Regions from separate parts of the Zea mays genome. Here all the other regions are linked to region 3. Evidence: chromatin contacts called from public Hi-C data. All regions are on one chromosome and are shown on one strand. Each heading gives the region's core, a stretch centred on a gene start, on an enhancer-like site or on the middle of the called end of the contact. The rest is flanking DNA. Distances are from core to core; before and after follow the strand shown. Region 1 holds the start of LOC103638902 (protein transport protein sec31). Region 2 holds the start of LOC103638903 (RING/FYVE/PHD zinc finger superfamily protein). Region 3 holds the start of LOC100502456 (nonsense-mediated mRNA decay NMD3 family protein).

Evidence for each region. A called contact is a pair of places that touch in the nucleus more often than the background predicts.
Region 1: a contact with region 3 is called in a Hi-C map of ear, with 10 times the contacts expected there. The contact joins the promoter of LOC103638902 here to the promoter of LOC100502456 in region 3. A contact is called at or near these places in 16 of 25 Hi-C or Micro-C datasets (bundle sheath, ear, endosperm and 5 more) and 2 of 3 datasets of contacts at active chromatin or transcription factors (leaf and seedling).
Region 2: a Hi-C map of leaf shows a contact between it and region 3, with 2.3 times the contacts expected there. The contact joins the promoter of LOC103638903 here to the promoter of LOC100502456 in region 3. A contact is called at or near these places in 3 of 25 Hi-C or Micro-C datasets (bundle sheath and leaf).

Annotation. Positions count from the first base shown.
Region 1 is chr9:118,241,692-118,245,047 of Zm-B73-REFERENCE-NAM-5.0, reverse strand. LOC103638902 (protein transport protein sec31) reads right to left here and starts at 1,667. Exons shown (of 5, transcript XM_035962635.1): 1 at 1-1,667. The coding sequence starts at 1,534. The coding sequence ends at 275. It overlaps LOC100192715, which reads right to left. Exons shown (of 5, transcript NM_001358085.1): 5 at 3,248-3,356.
Region 2 is chr9:118,354,550-118,358,328 of Zm-B73-REFERENCE-NAM-5.0, reverse strand. LOC103638903 (RING/FYVE/PHD zinc finger superfamily protein) reads right to left here and starts at 1,843. Exons shown (of 11, transcript XM_008661696.3): 1 at 1,462-1,843; 2 at 1,019-1,090; 3 at 1-259. The coding sequence starts at 1,536.
Region 3 is chr9:118,113,928-118,117,417 of Zm-B73-REFERENCE-NAM-5.0, reverse strand. It overlaps LOC100502456 (nonsense-mediated mRNA decay NMD3 family protein), which reads left to right and starts at 2,212. Exons shown (of 1, transcript NM_001196934.2): 1 at 2,212-3,490. The coding sequence starts at 2,378.

The DNA of each region.
Region 1 (3,356 bases), core at 418-2,917, 130 kb before region 3:
AATGGTGAAGCTCTGATTCTTGACCAACTATCGAGGTGAAGCTCTAACCCTCGACCATCTTACAGTGCCCAAGTCATCTGCAAGCAAGAAAAGAACCATACACATACACATACACAATGTAGTTTACAACTGATGCAGATGTCGAATGATGCAGCGATCAGCATGCCATAGCCCTAATCGATCTCAATCACCACTTTCTTGTTCTTGCTGCCTTCAGGCAGTCAGGGCATCCTCGCTTCTTTGCCCCAACCTTCACATGTGTCATTCCATAGCCCTAATTTACCTCAACCACAGCTTTTTTGTTCTTGCTGCCTTTGGGCCGCCCTCGCTTCTTTGCCCCAACCTTCACATGTAAGAACTCCACTGGTGTTGCCGCTGTCGGCGCTGGCGATGATGCTGATGCTGGTGCTGCCACTGTTGGGATGACAGGAATGCCAGTGCCAGCATCAACTGCCTTATTGCCTTCCCCTTCCACAATGCCACTTAGGCTTGGTAATGGCAAGTATGGCCCCATTGGATAAAATCCTAGAGCAGCAGGTGCCTGCTGCTGCGGGGAATTGAGTGGTTCAGCGAATGCAGGACCACCAGGGAAACCCATTGGGAAGAACCCCCAGGAGCAGTAATACATGTCTGTGCCTGGCACGATGGGCGGCTGCGTGGACATTGCAGTGGCAACAAACGGCCGGCGGCAGCTAGGGCAAAGCAGCGTTTGCGACTCGTAGGAGTGGTCGTACTGGTGTAAATGGCAGCAGGAGGGACAAGCTGTCCAGAAGACTGGCGCCTGTTGAGCTTCCCCCTCCTGGTTCCGTTCAACCTCAGGCGATTGTTTGGCAGCCCGCGGCGGCCGGCCGCGCTTTGTTGGCGACGTGCCCGAAACGGTCTGCGGAGCAGGCGGCGTCGCCGGCGTTTTGGCAGCCCGCGGCGGCCGCCCGCGCTTTGGTGGCGGCGTGCCTGACACAGTCTGCATTGGCTGCGGAGCAAGTGGCGGCGGCGGAGGAGGCTGTGACTGCAGCTGATTCTGCTTCTCTGGATGGGGATCGATGGGTACACGAGCGGCGGCGGCGGCGGCGGCGGCTGCCGCTGCGTTAGTTGCAGCGGCGGCGGCGTCGAGGTCGGAGTCGAGGGAGGCTTTGCGGAGGGGATCTGACAGGAAGGCCCAAGCGTCGGCGACGAGGCGGGCGGCTTCGGCGAAGGCGAGGGAGCAGGGACGGTCGGGGTGGGAGCGGTTGAGCAAGAGGGAGAGGCGGCGGTAATGGGAATGCACGACGTCGGGGTCGCGGGAGGCCGGGACGGCGGAGTCGAGGCCAAGGACGGCGTAGGGGTCGAGGGGCCCGGACGGGAGGCGCCGACGCTGGGCCGCGAGGAGGGCATCGGCGGCGGCGAGGAGGTCGTCGGCGCCCGGGGTGCGGGGGTCGAAGGAAAGGGCTTGGGCGACGAACTGCTTGCAGCCCTCGAGGTCCCGCGCCATCAGGAGCTTCTCGGCGATGTTCATAAACCGCTCCGCCTCCTGCCGCCGGGCGACGGAAGGATCCATGGGGCTCGCCGCCGGGCACAGGGAGGCTAGAGGATTTGACCGGGGCGAGGGGGATCGGTGGAATTTGTGCGGTTACGCTTTTTGGTGGAGGCAGCGGCCCGGGTAGGACGCGGCACGGCATTTAGGTGCTGGTTGCCTGTATGAGTTATTTTGTTTGCCTTGTTTAGTTCATGGCAGATAATGAGTATCAGATTTTGAAAATACGTTATGCATCCAAATATAGATCATTTTTAGCATCGGATTATGTGCGCTGTGAAATAAAATCCCAGCATCAGGTAGGTGCTGCATTTTCTTGGGTACCGTGCAAACAGCACATTATATAATACGGCTCCGTTTGTTTCGTATTATAATTTTATATATATTCCACTTTCAAATAAATTAAAATTATTTTTTAATACGCAGTAGATCTGCCTGTTTTTATTATTAAGAAGAAAATGAGGTGAAACTCCAAAACACGAGCAACACACTTAACCGACACACACCACCGTATACAGACTTTCACACCACTCCTAAGACAACTCCTCTAGATAAGAAAAAAGAGAGCTTTAGCGCCAGCAAATGCCAGCACATCATCTCCTCCCTTGCTGTCGAGAGGGTGATCTCAACACTTGGGCTACAACCATCAAACACACACCTATTCCTATGTTTCCATATCGACCACGCACCCAAAATTAAAATCATTTAGTATACAATAATTATATATTAATATGTTGTTAGAAAAGATTAATTATTGTTATGACAGTTATAAAATTACAATATTGTTGCCAAAAGGCCCTCAAGGAGAATGCTCAGGACTATGCTGGGTACCATAGGCTGCAGCCCAGATGACCGGTTGGGCCGCCGCTTCAGACCCTCGGCCTAATTTGCCAAAGCTACGAAGCTGAATGTCAACACTCTCACTATTACAACAGTAGAGCGAGCTGGACTTGTAGATGGTCCGATGGATCGAACACTACTCCATCGAGCTGCATTTGTAGATGGTCCCATGGGACGCTGCTCTAAAGCAGTGCTCTGGTTCTACGTGGTGGCATTCTCAAAAAAGAATTATTACTAATTATTAGTCTACGAGGAATAAAACATCATTCTACAAACTAAAGAGCAAACCAAACACGTCGTAAATTTCTCTTGACCATATCTGTAGCTCTAGTCTGCATCCTCCAAAAGGAAGATGATGCGAGCTGCCAGTGGAGCAATCTCCTTCAGCTCAAGTGCTATCTGATGCCCACTTTAGACCCCGTTTGGTTAAAAGGAACTAAAGATTAGTCCCTTTATTTTAGTCTCATTTAGTCACTAAATTGCCAAACGGTAGGACTAAAGTTAAAACTAAAATGTTTCAGTCTCTGGGGTGAATAAAATGGACTAAACCATATAAATTTCACCTTTTGCCCATCCTTCATTTCAGTTACACGGAGAATGCTAAAAGGTATTTTAGTCCTCTTATGATCCCTTTAATGTGTTTTAAATAGTTTTAGTCTCTAGAACTAAACAAGGTAGAGACTAAACTTTAGTCTCCTAACCAGACTTTTGGACTAAAGAAACCAAACACCAGACTTCTGGACTAAATAAACCAAACAGAGCCTCAGGCAAACTTTGCAGGTCAAACAAATCCTCGTTGAGACATAGCAGTCACCTCTCACCACTTAGATACTAGTACCAGCTAGAATGCACGAACGATCAGCAGCGGAACAAAAGAGAGCAAAACAACACAGAATACGATCAAATTCCTGAATTAAACCCAAGTATCCAAGTAAATCCATGATCCATAGTACTAGAGAAATGATATTTTAACTAGCCTAGAAGGTGAAGATCTGATCAGGAAACC
Region 2 (3,779 bases), core at 594-3,093, 240 kb before region 3:
CTGAGGTTGCACTAAACTCATCATCGTTTTCTCCTTTACTACAAAGCCCTTTCTCATTACGAACGAGTGAATTGTTTTTTACTTCTGACCTTGTGGAGCATGTCTGAGAGGATGCACATTCAACATTCGAATCCACAACCCGAATATGTGGGTGTAAACAAGAGGAGCAAGGGGCATAACAGACATTACAGGTGCCAGATTCTACTTTGGCATGAGTGTTATTGCTTGATACCAATCTTTTCCTTACCACAGCCTTGTCCTACAAATATAAAACAATATATCAGTCTTAAAATCATTACTTATGCACAGCAAAAATAAGTATGAAGGCCAAAAGGTACAACCGCACAAGTAGCACTCTTAGCTAACATTACATGCCTGTCAAGAACTCAAGATATGGATACAACAGGAAGAGAGCATGGTTTAACTGCATATATGATAGATCGTCACTTAAACCAACAAAACACAAATGTTACCAATAAGTGTCTCTAGGGTTTGACCATTACAGGGCACTTCCTTCTAATTGGTGTGCTGTCCTAAAACTATATAAGCTATATTAAATAAGATATATCAAGATAGACAATAATGACTTCAGATTTAGACAATGGTGGACTGTTCAACCAAAAATCTACACATGACAACAAGAATGTCTTGTGAACAATTTAGAACGTGTTAGGTTTACTTGAAAAACATCAATGTGTCATAATACCATAACAAAGAAAAATGTAATGAATGATCATTAAAGAAGCTTCCACTTGCAAAGTAACAATAGCTAATACAAAAAAAGGAGATGCAGAAATGGTGGTGATATATTCTTTTCCTACAGCATCGGAATCACACTCGCCGCCACTAAACTGGAGGCGTCTGAGTATACAAGCATACAAGTGAAGAGGAACAATCTAAAAGGAAATCACTTCTGAGCATCAGATGATCAAAGGGCAGCAAGTATATTCTAACGAAAATCAAGGACCAAAATATTCCCATGCATATGCAGGGAAATACTCATGCCTCCAATGCTCACCTCCATCTTAGAGGCGAGTTCCCGTTGCTCCGATCCCGACGGGCGTCCTCCGCTGCGCCCTTCGGCTGATTCCTACACAGCAGAAACAATACGCATCAATCACCAAACCGAACTGCAGCATCGGCTGTAATACATTAAAAATCAGTTGAAGACCGAAATTCGATTCAGCGGAATTGATATACTCAAAAGAGAAACTCAAATCAAACCGAAACTGGTGTATATATTCGATGAATTTCGATTCGTCTCCTGGTAAAATCGTGTATCCTCAGAAAGCATAAGGAAACCTGAATCATAAGTACGCCAGCATGCGTCGTTTGCAAACCTTCGAATCCACGAACTCCTAACACAGCACATCTCATCCTATTGGGGAAACTAACAACTACCACAAGGCCCCAACAACAACGCGTACGCCACAGCACCGTGGTGGATGCGGCTCGACGCACCTCTAGAGCCGGAAAATCTTTGTGGCGAGTGCGATTGTACAGATCCCTCATGTTACGCTCCTGTGGCCCGCTCATTACACTCACTCCGTCCCCGCCGATCGGCCACACCTCCGGCCCTAACTCCCGACGTGGGCACCGAACAGCCTCAGCTCTCTTCCATACTAGGGCGAAAGACGGAGTCCGGCGAGGGGAAGGAAACGAAGACGAGAGGGGATCGGATTGGGAGGGGTTCGCGCAGGTATGGCGTGGCGAGGAAGCAGCAACGCCGCGGAGGAGCAGAGGACGACAAGAGGAGAGGCGAGGAGAGAGACCAGTACTGGGAGTGCTTTAGAAATTTGGACTCGGGGGACGTGACGGTGACGCGACGGGAGACGGGCGAGATGGGAACGGAATGGAACGGTAGCTCGCGACCCTATTACTCGCTGACTTCTTGGGCCCACTTGTTTTCCTGAGTGAGGGGCCGTAGCCACAGGTCAGTCTTTGGTTCTCCGGCTGCTATACTGGTCATTGTGGACAGCTGGTATACTGGTCATGCTTGGAGATATTATACAAACATGTATACTAATGCATCTGTATATTATACAAGCATGTATACTAATTCATCTGTAAGAATTTTTTAATGTATTTAACTCGCACCTGTAACAATAAGACCGGAATAGTATGCGTGTAACAAAAAATATTAGTTTTATTCCTGATTTCATGCTTTGGCATCGATTTATGTGTTGCAACTATAAATATTTTCCTATTTGGGACTAATAAATAAATACATCTCTTGTGACCGGCGTCGTTTTGTTTGGCAACTCTTTATAGCCCTCGTCCCACCAAAGAAAAAGAACCTTTTTATTGTAGTTTATAGATATTAACCTAATAAAAAATGTTTTTTGTTGATTTTGTTTTCTTGCAACTAGACTTAAAAGTTTGGACCAGATCATTTGGGGTTGCATAGACACGGACCTAAATTATGAGTTTAAAGCACGACCTGACACGAAAAAATAGACCAAGTTGGCACTGCCGAAATGGTCGGGTCGTGGTGTGCCTCAAATTTAGGCATAACGGGTGACACAGCGACTACCCTTGGACTGACACAATATAAAGCGACGCACGAATTAGAAAATTAGCTTAGCTTGGCCCGCTCGAAACTCACAAGCAACTTCCAGTTTGAGCTGACTCGCAGGACTCGAGCTTATTTTTCAACCCTAGTGAGTAATAATAGATAACTTCCATGTGCTTCCAAGAATCAATAGCACAACAGCTAGGGGGCATTTGGTTGAAAAAAATCGGCCAAAGCGTTGTTTTCTTTTAAGTAGTTCTTTGTCGAACGTCCATAGACGTTTTTTATGTTTTGAACTAAGAAAGAACAATCACCTAAATAGGTGCTTTACAATTATTACAGTTTATTTCTAGGAGATTTGGATTGATCATAGCCAAATGGCACCAATTTTAGCTAAGAAAATTTGTTTCCTCCAATAGACATCTCTAACGAGAATTTGGATTTGAAACATCTATGAGATAATTTGGATCGATCTGTACTGAGCGTGTTATCGATAAAGATCCAGAATCACGTAGAAATGTTTTGGATATAGATTCTTTCAAGAAATATTTCTGGTAATGAATTAGAACCACTTTGTAAAACGGTTTGGCTGATAGTTTAATTTGGATCCCAGATTCTATCTGTATGTCATATAATAATAAAAACATTTTTTAAAAACATAGAACTTTTGTGGAGATATCTTGGTAGACCTAAGAAAATCTGGCATGGACCCAACCTTGTTCGTCTTAGAAAAAAATGGCTTGGCGCCACCATCTGGAAACATTAATTCATTTATTTTCATGCTAAAACTACCTCTTTTAAACAAGTGTTGGCCTACAATGGACAAAATCGTACCAATTTTGGCATTGAGCAACAATAATACAAATACCTAAGCTAACTCTCTGAATAACTAACCAAGATCGACTTCCTTGAGGTACATACATAACCCTAAATCATGGACACATTCTAATTGTAATGATTTTCCACCAGTGGCTCAACCTAAATGCTCGTTGGTTGGGGAAGGTAATCTTTGTGATACTATAACGCATACGACTATATATATGATTAAGGTTTTCTGAAGGTAATCTTTGTAATATATATATATATATATATATATATATATATATATATATATATATATATATATATATATATATATATATATATATATATATATATATATATATATATATATATATATATATTTAGACCCAGAATATAGAGGTGTTTGAATTTACTAAAACTAATAATTAGTAGCTAAAATTAGTTGAGACATCTAAACACCCTA
Region 3 (3,490 bases), core at 963-3,462:
TTTTCTTTTGCTCCTTTTGGACTTGACTTCATAAAGTACCTTGCACTTAAACAAATATGATTAGCATACAAAACAATTTACTAAGCGTCCAGAGCTTACCTTTTCACTTGGTTCATCTATATTTGCACTTTGTCCTCTTCGGAGTTCAATTTGCTTCATATACCTTTGCTTATACACCATGTTAGTTTAAACATAATGTGTTGTGCATCTAATCAACAAAACAATATAGAAATGGCCCATGGACATATTTCCCTTTCAATAACAACACAACATAATTAAAGGTCTAACTAATATGTTAAGTGTTGAACATGTTTTTAGTGTAAAGCTAACAAAGTTCAACATAGGGAGTCTAGTGTGATATTCTATGAGTTAACTATGGATTATGGATATCCCAAGTCAATGTGAAGGATGGACATTGCCAAGTTGGATTCAATGTTCATAGCTTAGAGAAAGTTGATTGAATTAAGGATAAAGACAAGAAGGACTTCGAGGGACTAAAACAAGGGAGAAGGTCAACAGGACTGAGGTGCCTAAGACCAATACGAAGAAGAAGTTTTTGCAAAGGTCAAGGTTGATCAGATAGGGAAGAGACATGCAACATTGAATACCATGACATAAGGACGTGACTTGAAGCCATCAAGGTAACTCATATGGTTTTATGGTTCAAGTCACAAGGCTCAAGATCCTAGCTCTAGTGGAGTCATGGTCACAAGAAGTGTAGAAGTATCAAAGCTAGAACTTGGAAGGCCCCAAAGAGCTAAGTTTACTTTGATAAGGAGTTTGGGTCATTTTTGTGTTTGGAAAGGTCTTTGTTGACCGTTGGAAGGTTTTGGAACTCAAGATATAGCTAGAGTGATCAAGTTATGTGACTTGAAGTTTTGGAGTCCAACACTGAGCTCAAATAGGTAAAAAAAGGACATCATGATGGAAAAGGTTAAATATGAGAGGTTTGTGTATTTGAATATGTTCCATACACATTTTTACTTTGTTATTGGCACTTTGATTTGCACTCTAACTTGATCTATAGTGGAAGTGCCATTTTTGGTATTTGTTTGAGGTGAAATAGGTAAACGATGGAGAAGATGACATAGAGGTGAGTCTATATGACTTAGTTCATTGGATTATACTCTAACCATGTTTATCTAACTAATAGAAAGGTGCTCAAGAAAGGTCAAATCAAATGGAAGAAGAAGTGAAGGAAAATGATAACTTTGTTGTTGTCTCACGCACCGGACCGATCTGGTGGGACACTGGACCACATGCGCAGAGAAGTTCTCTGAGAGTTTTAGAGGGTAGAGTAAAGCTTACACACATTTCATGTACCTGTTCTGCTTTCATATTCTCTATATGAACTAAAAAAATAATGCTCAGAACTCATTTGCTTTGGTTGTTTTGGGTAGGATGCTTTGCAAAGTTGTAAATTGCTGCATTCTAAATGGGGCTTGAAAGAGGGATTAAAATGAAAGCCGGTTTCCAGTCCAGGTTCGAAAACCTACCATGCACCCATATGATATTCGGGCATGTAGCTTCTTCTGTTCTTGGATTGTCATCTTGTCAATTGCTTGTGAATGAATATTCACTCAAGTCGCAGTAGCATCGTGAGTTAGTTGTTTTCGCTTCTCAGTCGGCGTTGTAAGACTACCTAAGGTAGGACATGATGATCTTCCTCACAATTCTACGTATCAACTATGCTCCTGTAGATAAATAAGCGTTTGCTTTAAGATTGATCAATGCATCTTTAGTTTGTTTACTATGATAATTCTGGTGGTATCAGAACATTGCAAGAATTGAACTAGCGCGATGCATGCAGGTTGCAGCGCCTTCATGTTCTATTTTGCCCGAGGAAAAAACTCTTTTTGTTAAGAGATAGTTTGGTAACTTCATTTTTACATGGCGAAATGAACTAATTTCTTTTGAGTAAATGAGGTTCTCAAACTAGCTTTAAAAAGGTAGGAAAACACTTTTGTTTAAGGAAGGCAAAAACTTTTTGAAGAATCGAATTCTGCAAATCTGTAGACAATTGGTTTATTTGTTCGCGGCTCCGTTCCATTCCTTTTCTACCGCTATGGCGACGGGTCACGGGAGTCGAGAAGGAAGGAAGAGGCAGTACAGACTTCACGGCCCATGAATTCACGTAGTCTAAAAGCCCATAGCATCAGGATTCAGGAGGCATCGCAGCCCTTAATCGAGAAGCCCACGTGACCGTGGACTCCGTCATCGTATTCGTCACCACCGCTCTCGCGTCGCCGCCGCCTTCCTCCTTCCCCTGCGATTACAAAACCCTAGGACAATTCTCCACCAATTCCTATAATCCCTCGTCGCTAGGTAGTTCCTGCGTCTCCATCCCGATCCCCTTGTCGATTCAGTTGTAATCAGGATGCAGCCCGGATCGGCCCCGGCGGCCGGCGGCACCGGCATGTTCGTGCCGGCGGCGACGGCTGGCACGGTGCTCTGCTGCATGTGCGGCGTGTCCATGCAGCCCAACCCGGCCAACATGTGCGCGCGCTGCCTGCGCGCGCGCGTCGACATCACCGAGGGCGTCCCGCGCCACGCCGCCGTGGTTTACTGCCCCGACTGCTCCTCCTACCTCCAGCCGCCGCGGTCCTGGCTCCGCGCCGCACCCGAGTCGCCCGAGCTCATGCAGATCCTGCTCCGCCGAATCAACCGCCCGCTCGCGCGGCTCCGCGTCTCCCTCTCCGGCGCCGAGTTCGTCTTCTCCGAGCCCCACTCCAAGCGCCTCCGCCTCAAGCTCCGCCTCCGCCGCGAGGTGCTCCACGGCATCGTCCTCGAGCAGACGCACCCAGTGGAGTTCGTCGTCCACGACCGGTTGTGCGACTCCTGCTCCCGCGCGCAGGCCAACCCCGACCAGTGGGTTGCCGTCGTCCAGCTGCGCCAGCACGTGCCCCACCGCCGCACTTTCCTCTACCTCGAGCAGCTCCTCCTCAAGCACGGCCAGGCTTCCCTCGCGATCCGAGTCGCGGCCGCCCCCGAAGGCCTCGACTTCTTCTTCGGCTCGCGCTCCCATGCCGCCCGCCTGGTCGACTTCGTCGCCACCGTCGCTCCTATCCAAACTCAGACAGCGAAGCAGCTCGTCTCGCACGACACCAAGAGCAGCGTCTACAATTACAAGTACACCTTTTCAGTCGAAATCTGCCCCATCTGCCGCGAGGACCTCATCGCGCTCAGCCCCCAGGCGTCCCGGGACATGGGTGGCCTTGGCCCGCTCGTGCTCTGTGTCAAGGTCACAAATGCCATTGCTCTTCTTGACCCCCTCACGCTGCGAGTGCACCACCTGGAGGAGAAAAAATACAGGGTTTATAATTTCAAAGCAGCTCTCACCAGCAAGCAGCTCGTGGAGTACATTGTGCTTGACATTGAACCAGAATCGCCTGAAATTTGCATCGATGGGTCTCGGTACCAGTTGGCTTATGCGCAGGTTGCCCGGATGTCAGATTTCGGGAAGAATGACGCCATCTTTACTGTGAGGACG